Linked DNA regions of Rattus norvegicus: region 1 is linked to region 2. The links are chromatin contacts, called in public Hi-C maps. All regions are on one chromosome and are shown on one strand. Each heading gives the region's core, a stretch centred on a gene start, on an enhancer-like site or on the middle of the called end of the contact. The rest is flanking DNA. Distances are from core to core; before and after follow the strand shown. Region 1 holds the start of Mtpn (myotrophin). Region 2 holds the start of Stmp1 (short transmembrane mitochondrial protein 1).

Region 1 (5,233 bases), core at 740-3,239, 260 kb before region 2:
GGGGCGAGCTCTTTCAGGACCCCTGACTGCCTATGTCATCATTGCCTTGAATGCTGTCCGTTGCTACAGCAGAGAGGAAAGACTGGGTTCTAAAGAGTCTTGAACTAGCCAGCCTAGTGATGACTCATGTCACTTGTACTCATCGGCCAAAATTAGTTACATGAAATTAGTCAACTACAAGGAATCCAGGAAGAGCCATTCTCTCGAGCATACAGACAGACAAAAACAATCATTTACTGAATACCACAAAGATCTTTCAAAATAGGTAAATTTTAAAAAAGTGATGGAAAATCTTTGGGCTAAACACTGTAAACTGAAAAAAAAATAGGCTACAGGATTGAAATGAGCAGTTTTAGAAGCCTCTGCATGTAAATCTCAGAGATGAAAAAGCAGCATCAAGAATTAAAATAGAATCCTAAACAGGAAATAGGATACATAAAGGCCCTAGGCTGTTTTTTTCTGAAAATGACAGAAGGTAAAATATGTGGACATTCGAGAGACAATGGTTAAGGGAGCATCGTGGGTTAGGATTGTCCAGGGGAGTCACAGAGGGCCCTGGTCTAATGGACAAACAGGACATACACTAGGAAGCTACTGGACACTTAGAACAGGAAGTGGGTGCTCTGTTTGTGCTTTAAAACAATGAAGAAATCAGAAGAGTGAAAAAAATCACCTGGAACATGGTGAAAATAAAAATGAGATTAGCTAAAAGCCTAGCTCTGTCTGCTTGGGTGACTGTAGGGATCAACTGAACTCTACAAGAAGCCAACCAATTTTGAGAAGTGTTGAGGGCCTTTGAAGGTTGGGTTAGGGGAGAGTTGGGAATAGCTGGAGCCATTGTGATTCGGTGAAGCTGTTTACAGAACCATGGAGTATGGAAACTTAGCTAAGTTTAGAATCTATAAGACACGATCCTATTCTAAATATACTAAGCTTAAGACTTTCGGGTGAAATGCTGACAGTAAGAATAGGTCACACAGGAGAAGTCTGGCTTAGTGATGAACCAAGAGCTTTCCATGTCCTGTAACTCGGACATCCTGGGATAGGTTTGTGAGGAACCAAACTTCACCTCACAATTTTTTTAACTAAAGTTTCCTTCCAGAAAGGTGTCCTTGTTGGGCATGTAGATTTATATTCCTACATGCTGGAGAGATGGCTCAGAGGTTAGTTAAGAGCACTAGCTGCTCTAACAGAGGCTCCCCAGCTTGATTCCTAGCATGGCCCACAAGAAGGCTTACTGCTGTCTGTAACTAGCTTTCTGAGATTTTATGCTTCCTCTTGCCTCCTCCGGCAACCACACACATTGGTGCACATAAATGTACATATTTTGTCAAAACAATCATACACATAAGTAAAAATAAGTCTTTTTTATGTAAGGAGCGAGGTCACATAAAGTTGCGAAGGAAAAGTGGCAGTGTGGTTGGGAAGGGACTCAGGAACGGATTACCTCAAAACATGATCTATGAATACATGAAATTCTCAATCAAAATGTTTTGAGAGTGGGTTGGGTTTTTTGTTTGTTTTCCTTAATTATTAGTTTAAAGCAGAAAAGTAAGACGGAGATAATCTAAACACATTATTATTACAAATTATTAAAATTATTAGAAAGTGAGTCCTCGAAACTAACTTTCCCCTCAGTAGTGGAGCAGGAATGTCCTACACTCAACCAACACCTCCACAGGTTTAGCCCCTGATTTTCCTGACCTCCAGGGATATTTTACTCAGCTTCTCGGCTCCACCCACTGGACCAGCTTCTACTCTTCTTGGCTTGCTAGGATAATGCGCGTGCGCACAAGTGGCCCTCCTGAGGTAAGCCGTCGGGGCGGGGTCTGGAGCAGAGCTTTCTGGTGAGAGGAAGAGGAAGAGGAAGTCGGAGGCGGGCCCTAGCGGGGCGTGAACCGGAAGTGCAAGCGTCCTGCTTCTCTTCAGCTAGGCGGAACCTGCTCTGCTGGGCCCAACCGCTGCAAAAGTACTTTCTCCTGCCCGAACGCTAGCCGCGGCCCACAGTCTCGCCCGCTCGGCTGCCTGAGGCACGTCGTTTCCTCGTGTCCTTCGTCGGGCGTAATCGCCGCTTCTGCCCGACCCGCCGGCCCATCCCGCTGCAGTGATGTGCGACAAGGAGTTCATGTGGGCCCTGAAAAACGGAGACTTGGATGAGGTGAAGGACTATGTGGCTAAGGTGAGCGGGGATGCGCTGAGGTGGGGTGATCGTGAAGCCCACGGGGCACCAGGAACAGGGCCGGCGGGGGAGACTCCTGGATGCCGAAGGGCCTGGATCTGTGTGGCCCTTCGGTGCCGGGTAACCGCTGTGTTGCTAAGGCGGCTGTGGCCTCTCTCACCCCCTCGGTTAACTGGCGCCTTGGTAGTCTCTCTCGATCGTTACAGGCCGGCCCTCTGCTACACCGGTTACTGGAGTCTTTGAATGGGGCATTTCTCCATCTAGGCCTTGCGGGTTCCTGAGGAGTAACCTAAGCAGTTAGAAACAGGAACGATTTCTTGAACGTGCGGCCTGGTGGAGGTGGAACGGATTCAGAGGATTCGTTAACCGTGAAATTAGCTGCCCAAAATAGCCATAGTTAAATTTCTGAAACTTGGTGTCACTTCACTGTGAAAGTCTTAACTTGGGTGTGGCCCTTTTTCTCTCCTACATCACACAATATATGTTCGTGTGTGTATCATTTGCTTCGACTGATAAGGTTGCAGCTAGGGTGTTAGGAAATCTGATTCGTTTCCAAAAAGCCTTTTAACTTTGGGTACTCCATGATTTCATCTGAAGTCCATGTGTGTGTAGTAAACAGTACTGCAGTCTAATCACGCTATGTTTAGGGTTAAAGTATAAATATATATATACATATATATATATATGTATATATATATTGTTAAGAAGCCCAAATTCAAAGCCGAACCCTAATTAATAGAAATAAATCCACTTTGTGAGGTACTTGGAAAGTTCTAAGCTAGCCTGCCTTTGCGTCTTAAAATTGCACTTTTTGTAATTTTAAGGAGAACTAGCATAATTTTTTTAAAAATTATTTTCCAAAAGTAGAATTTTGCAACAACTGCGAACATCTTGGTCCTCTTCCAAAAGTGTGAGCCTGCGGTCAAGATTTTAATTCTTAAAAGGTGTGAGCAGTAGTATCCTGCCTCACAGGCCTGTGTTAGAAAGCAAGCAGAAGCAGCTTTGTTTGTTTGTTTGTTTGTAACTACAGGATTGTACAAGGCTGATAGTTTTTTCTCCACCTGATGCAATTATAATTTAGATTTTTCACATGTATTTGTTCTGCTTAGTTGTTTGCAATGGATGTTTAAGGCAGGCTGCCTTCTGAACTGCCTTAGCTAGTAGCAGATAGAAACCTGAACCACCACCTCTTCAATGTAGGGTTATAGAAAAATACATCAACCACTAGCGGAACACCACACTATTCTCTCCAAGTAAGTGGCCCTTGTTTTTCCAGCCCCTGCTCAGACTTAAGGGATTTAGAATACAAAACATTAATAAAGACTTAAGTGACAAAAAAGTTACATGTTACCAAAAAATAACATGCATGAGACTGTTTGTGTTGTAGCAGTGTTAGCTTACAACTTCATGACTGAACCAACCATTCATCCAAACTAGAAATCGGGCAATCGTCCTACATATCTGAGGGTTGTCAAGACTCCCTTGCTTCGCTCTCCAGTCTTGCAGTTCTAGCCCCCACTGTATTTTCTTGATTTGGTTTGCCCATTCTCCATTCTCATCGTCTTCAATAGTTCGCTGAAGGGATCAGTGTTTATTTAAGTATATTATTTTTCTCAGTAAACTTCCTTCTCTAACTTGATGATAGATTATATATCTTGTGACTCGACATCACTCCAACTCTTTCTTTTGGTCTACTGGGACATTGTGTTGTATTGGGAGATTGCTTTTCCTCTCTGTCTGAGAGCTGCACTCCAGACCCTGACTTGTACTTCTTGCTTTAGATTTGTCCATGTGCACTTACATTCTTTATGACCAACTCAGCTTCACCAGTTAGCCTCCCAGCTCATGAACTCATGTTCGTCCTCTTAGCCTAAATAGCACCTCTTCCCCACCCCCAAAAGAACAACACTTCACCTTAAATGATCTTGAGCGCAGCTTCTTATCCTGTTTCACACTGTGGTTTTCCTGCATATCTGTCCTTCATTAGGTAGGCCCTGAGCCTTTGGATAGTAGATGCTATGTTCTTTTAAATCGTAGTATCTCCAGTGTAACCCATAATACATTAAAAGCATATGTTCTTAGTAAGAACTTCTCTTAGCCATAATTTTAATAGACTTCACTAGTTATGGAAAAGTAATTGCCACTCACTGGCTATTAGGTTTTGGAGGAGTTATAGTTAGACAAGGTTACCAACTAGCCCAACTTGGATTTAAACCAAAGATTGTCTGAATCTAAAGCATATACTTTTTTAAGAAAGCTGTCTCTGTCTGCTTTGAAGTAGTTAGGTTGTTTTTTTTTTTTTTCTGTTTTCTTGACTTACTAAGGCTTAGAGTCAACTCATTAAGAAAATAAGAGACTTGCTGAAAGAACTTAGTCCAAACTATGAAGACAGTTTAGATATAATTAGCATAAAGGCAAATAAATCTGGTAAACCTAAATTCTCACCAAATTGTCTTATTCAGTATAGGTCTGTAAGATAATTATTTGGTGGCTTGTGGCAATTTTTTTTAAATCATAATCTTGTTATTTATGTTTGTAATTATGATCCTGAAGAACAATCCAGAAAAAAGAAATATTGTGTCAGTCTGTTCCCCTTAGGGGGAAAAAATGGGCAACTAAATTACTGAGATTTCTATTCATAATTGCTTTAAAGAAGAATATGTTTTTAACATTTTATATATTTGGCCATTGTAATATAATATTCAGGTGTTATTTCATTCTTATCAAGTCAACCCATGAGACTAATTTTAGACATTTTATAGGTAATGATTTTGCCCAAGGTCTTGAAGCTCTCAAGTGGGTAGTAGGACAGGAACTTGAACTCATTCTCACAGGCTATGAAGGACTTTCTGAATTCCTTGCTATTAACCACTCAACACACTGGTGGCCCTCATTGCTAAAAATCTCAGATAACAAAGGGAGTATGTTGCTTCTGTGTATATAAAAATTACAGATTGGGCCAAGATGATAATGGTCCCTTGACTATGTAGAGATAAGCCTACCACAGCCTTTGAGGATCCAAGGTTCCTTCTGGGGAGTGCTTGTGAGTTGTGC
Region 2 (5,078 bases), core at 1,386-3,885:
AATCAGCAGATAAATGGATGCAGTGTAAGAATCTTTGCTGTGTTGAAGATGCACCTACGGTATCACATGATTCTAAGAAAAGATTAGATAAACAAGTGAATACATGTGTCAGGCACACGATACCAACAGTAAAAGTTTTAATGAAGAAAGGAAAGAAATCAAGGATTATGCCAGCATTTCAGCGGTGAAAATTAAGTGTGTGGGGAAAGGATTGGGAAAGCAGGAATAATCAATCCAGATGAGAGGAGGCTGAGAGAAAGGCAAAGGGAAGACACTAACAGTTGATACCAGGGATCTGGAATCACAGAGCAGGACTCAAGGTTGTTCTGGAAGCTGATGTAAAAGGTGCCGGCTTGAGGAGGAGCCCGCCCCCTAAGGAGCACAGCCAGCTCAGGACTTGAGCAATCCACAGGAACTAAGAGCAGAAGCAAGCAGCCAGTGACAAGATTACAGACAGGGAGCCTCTCAGCTGCTACACCCAGATATGGTCTCCTCTGCAAGAGCAGTGGTCAGTCATCCTCACTGTGCGATTTTGAGTTATCACACAGAACAGAACCTAGACAGCACAGTACACAGGCCCCAAAAGCTGAATGGGAATGAGTTAGGAGGAGGTGATTCAAGTTAGAAGCTGCTGTGGGGCCCCAGGGGTAAGAGTCACAGCAACTGTAGCCGTATTCAGGTGCTATGAAACTCACAGCAGTACCCTTAGGCCAGTCCCATCTAAGAGTTCCTTAGAAGAACTTCAGCAAAGCTAGGAGCAAGCTGTCAGTGCAGTGTGGAAATAGGGATACTAGGTATCCAGTGCAGTATGGAAATAGGGATACTAGGTATCCATTTTAACTGGAGGATAGAAACACACACGCAACACAATCAAACTCAACATCTTAGGGGTTACAAAGTATTCAGCTCCCCGCCCCCCACACACACACACATCACACCCAGCCCTCTCCTGTCATCTGTTGGTGGGAGGCCAGTTCCCATTTCCAATTCCTTACAAAAGAGAAATGGCAGATCTCAACCATTATTAAGTGCTAATGCTTAAGGGTTTAATGTATTGGCTCCTTCAGAAACCTCACAAGGTGCAAACTGAAACACAGAAAATTTAAATCTGCCCAACCTCCCCCAACCGCCAACCAACACACACACACACACACACACACACACACACACACACACACACACACACACATCTTGAGATTAAGGATAGGGTACAAATTCAAGTGTGATTCTAGAGTCTAAACTTTTAAACATTAGAAAACAGTTGAAATGGCTAATGTTAAAAAAAGTAAGATTTGCAGAAATGAACAGTGTTTGACCAAGTTCCACACAAGGAAAGTTGATTCCACCTCTGTACATCTGTATCCACTTTGACCAACCACAGCAAGGAAGAGGAGACAGACCCCAGGCAAGAGAAGGAACAACAGTTGCACCTGAGCTAAGAATCTAATGGTCAGCTTCAGCGTCTCTCCTTAAATATTGAAAAATTTGAATTCTCCAATCAAAATCCTTGTAAGTATGGAACAGTTTAGTCCCATATTTTATAGACTCGTTCAGCAAATCGCTTAAAAAGTTAAGGGTATATTGAATTAATGTTCTCCCTACAAATGCAGTGGAAGGGCCAATCATACCACCTTACACTAGCTGGTTGACGGTGCTTTTAAAAGTGATTCCTAACAAATAAATTACTAATTACTCCTACCTCTAAGGCCTACTAAGGACACTGGAGAAAGACCCAGAGGCAACGGAGCAGCAGTCTTTGTGGGACAGTTTATGTCAACAATCCAGTTTAGGGTAACGGGATTAAAAACGATTTATTCTCAGAGCACCAAGTGGCCAGGGACCATCTGAAAGAAAGAGGATATCTGCTTTATTAGAACTAGAGGATGAAACAGAAAGTTTGAAAACTTTCATCTGAAAAATTGACTGGCAAGTTTCCCTAGAATCCTCAACAGGCAATTTTAGAAATACTTGATTTTTGCCAGAAAACTTTTTAGCTCAAAAAGGAGACTTGAAAGGGTGTGTGGGGAGAGGGAGGTTTTTACAAGTTACTTGTAGGGCACTCTGACTCACTCCTCAAAGCGGGCAAAGGAGGGCACTGTGGATCTCTCTCTCCGACCTCGTGAGGTGGCTGACGAATGCACAGCGTGTGAAAGGCACTCTAGGGCCTCAAAAAAGCTGAGAATAATAGATGGGGTCTACGGGAGGGTCTTGGGAGAGGACAAGAGCCAAGTCGTTACGGACTTCTCCGATCAAACTTACTACGAGAATTGCGCAAATAGCTCACAGTAAGTGGTTTTTGAAAACGCAGCAATTTCGCTGATACCCCAAAGTTTTCGGAACTTGAATGACTGCATATAAACCCAGGCAAAGACCCAAGGACTCAGGAGGAGGCCAGAGGAAAATCGCGAGTAAACCCGAGGGGCAACGACCGGCTCGAGCCAGGACTCCAGAGCCGTGCACCGCCGACCTGGGACCCCGGGAAGGACGAGGCGACCGCGGGGCCCGATCCTCGGCGACCCCACTCACCAGGAACTGAAGCATGATGTCGGTGGGGAGGGTGAGGAGGGTGTGAAAGATGCTTCAGCTCCAGCACTGCTCCGAGACTCCGCCCCAGCGCGAGGGCGGAACCCGCCGCCAGGTTCCGGTTTACACCCCGCCCCACCCCGCCCCGCCCTCTCCATTCCCGGAAGCGACTCGCAGAGCCGCAGCGCCCCCTGACGGCCATCTCGGGAAACAGGATCAACCAGTCTCCTATAACTGCAGGCCAGGGATTCACATTATAACAAGGACTCTGGCAGTTGTGTTAACACAGTCAGACCTGGGGCTCCCTACCTACTGAACCAGGGTGAGCGGGTTCCATGCCAGGTGAGCAGCTGACTCTCCTGGGAGCCATTACAAAGTCCACCCTAATCCCCACCACAGCCGACTCTCAGACAAAAGCGGGAAAAGTTTCCATTTTTTGAAAGTCCACAAATGCGTTATGCAGCCTAGTTAGGGGTAGTCCTTGGACCCGTGGTAGATGATGGAGAGAGATCTTCGGAGTCTGGCACTACTGGATCCAAGTAGTGATTGCTGGCAGCCACCAGCAACCACCTACTCTATATGAAGTTTACTTCTGCCGCAAGTAGAGCGCGAATCATCTACTATGTAGGGGCCAAAGGCAAACCCACTCTTGCCCCGCCGCACTACTGGCCACCCCCATACAGGAGCACATCGAAACCACCCTTCTCACTTTGCTCTCAGCCTTCGGAATTCATCTTTATCCACTTAAATGGGACTCCTGCTTCGAACAACAGAAAAACAAATCCTAGCTGGGCCTAGTGAGGAACGTTAAGCCTCAAGCCCTGGGACAATGGCTGAGATGACTTTAACATATCAAAGTAGGCCTGACCTCCCGGTTCTCCCAGCGTCCCTCAGTCCCAACCTGTTACAGGGTGTGGCTGGCACATGCCTCTACCCAAAACTCACCAACCTAGGAGCTGGGCTGCCTTTCCTCCTGAGTCTTTCCTATATAATCCAGCCATTTTGGTTACCGAACCTTTTGTTCCTTTGCTCTTTTAGCCCCTCTACCTCATTCTGTCCCTCTCCCTCTCCCCCTCTCTCTTCTCTCTGGTCCAGATCAATCGAGGTCAAGTCCTCTGGGCTCCCAGATATCCTTGCTTCAGGCTATATGTCTCCCTTTCATCTACAACAAACTTTCTCCACCACCATACCTAGTCTGTTTCTCTATCCATCCGTTTCATTATTTCTCTCCCTCTCCCTTCTCCCAACCCCTCTACTAAACTGACAAAAGAGCTGATTAGAGGGAAAAAAAAAAAAAAAAAACCAGATATAAAGATCACACACCACCAAGGAAAAAGTCAGTAGGTTTGGCATACTAAAATGTACTTAAATTGAGAAAAATAACCCAGTGGACTTTAATATCTGCAGAGAATGTACAGTGGGGCATTCTCAATTTATATAATCACTTCTGCCCATTAAAAAAAAATAACACAATGTATTGGTTAGTTTCATATTAACCTGATACAAACTAGAGTTATCAAAGAGAAGGGAGTCTCAATTGAGAAAATGCCTCCTCTAAGATCCAGCTGCAAGGCATTTTCTTAGTTATCAATGGGGAAAGGCCCAGCCCATGGTGGTGGACTCATCCCTGGGCTGGTGGTCCTGGGTTCTTATAAGAAAGCAGGCTGAGCAAGCCAGGGGGAGCAAGCCAGTAAGCAGCACCCCTCCATGGCCTCTGCATCAGCTCCTGCTTCCAGGTTCCTGGCCTGCTTGAGTTCCTGTCCTGAGTTCCTTAGGCAATGAACAGTGATACATAAGTATAAGCAGAATAAACCCCTTCCTCCCCAACTTGCCTTTTGGTCATGGTGTTTCATGACAGCAGTAAACTCTACCACACCCAACAAAGAAAGAAAAAAAGCAAAAGGAGGGCCAATGGTGCACACAGAGCAAACCAAGTGAGATACCACTTTACATCCCTCAGATGGGTTCTTTAAAGTACAACAATTAGGGCTGTGAGATGGCTCAGTCAGTAAAGTACTTGCTACACACGCATGAGGGCCTGAGTTCCGGTACTGGGAAGAGAGACTAGAAAATCTCTGGGGCTTGCCAGCCAGCCAGCCTAGCCCAAGTCTGTGGATTCCAAGCCAGCAAGAGACCCTGTTTCAAACAGTAGGATGCAGAGTACCTGACTCGTGACATCTAAGGCAAACTAACCTCTAATCTCCACTTACACATACATACACGTATAACAATGAAAGGTGTTATCAATGATGTGACAAAGACCTCTCACCCCGCAGGTTAGGCTACATTGGGGCAGACACATAAGAAAAGGAGTGATGGCTGGTAAAATCAGGACTTCCCAGCAGGATTTCCTCTTCTAGTTAACATAATGTGCAGAAACCCTCTACATGGTTTGTCTCGCCAAGGAGATATGAACATATACTGAGGACTCCAACTGGCAAAATATGTCTACAGATCCCATTATAGCATAAGGCAGACATCAGAGCATTTGTACAACAGGTAACTAACTTCAGTAATTATAAGAATACAAAACTATCAGAAACCACACCGAATGA

What was found. Hi-C and Micro-C count contacts between places; a contact is called where the count stands out from the background.
Region 1: a contact with region 2 is called in a Hi-C map of liver, with 2.8 times the contacts expected there. The contact joins the promoter of Mtpn here to the promoter of Stmp1 in region 2. A contact is called at or near these places in 3 of 12 Hi-C or Micro-C datasets (hepatocytes, liver and mammary epithelial cells).

What each region holds. Positions count from the first base shown.
Region 1 is chr4:65,150,559-65,155,791 of GRCr8, reverse strand. Mtpn (myotrophin) reads left to right here and starts at 1,989. Exons shown (of 4, transcript NM_024374.4): 1 at 1,989-2,179. The coding sequence starts at 2,108.
Region 2 is chr4:64,892,220-64,897,297 of GRCr8, reverse strand. It overlaps Stmp1 (short transmembrane mitochondrial protein 1), which reads right to left and starts at 2,635. Exons shown (of 3, transcript NM_001195504.1): 1 at 2,527-2,635. The coding sequence starts at 2,541.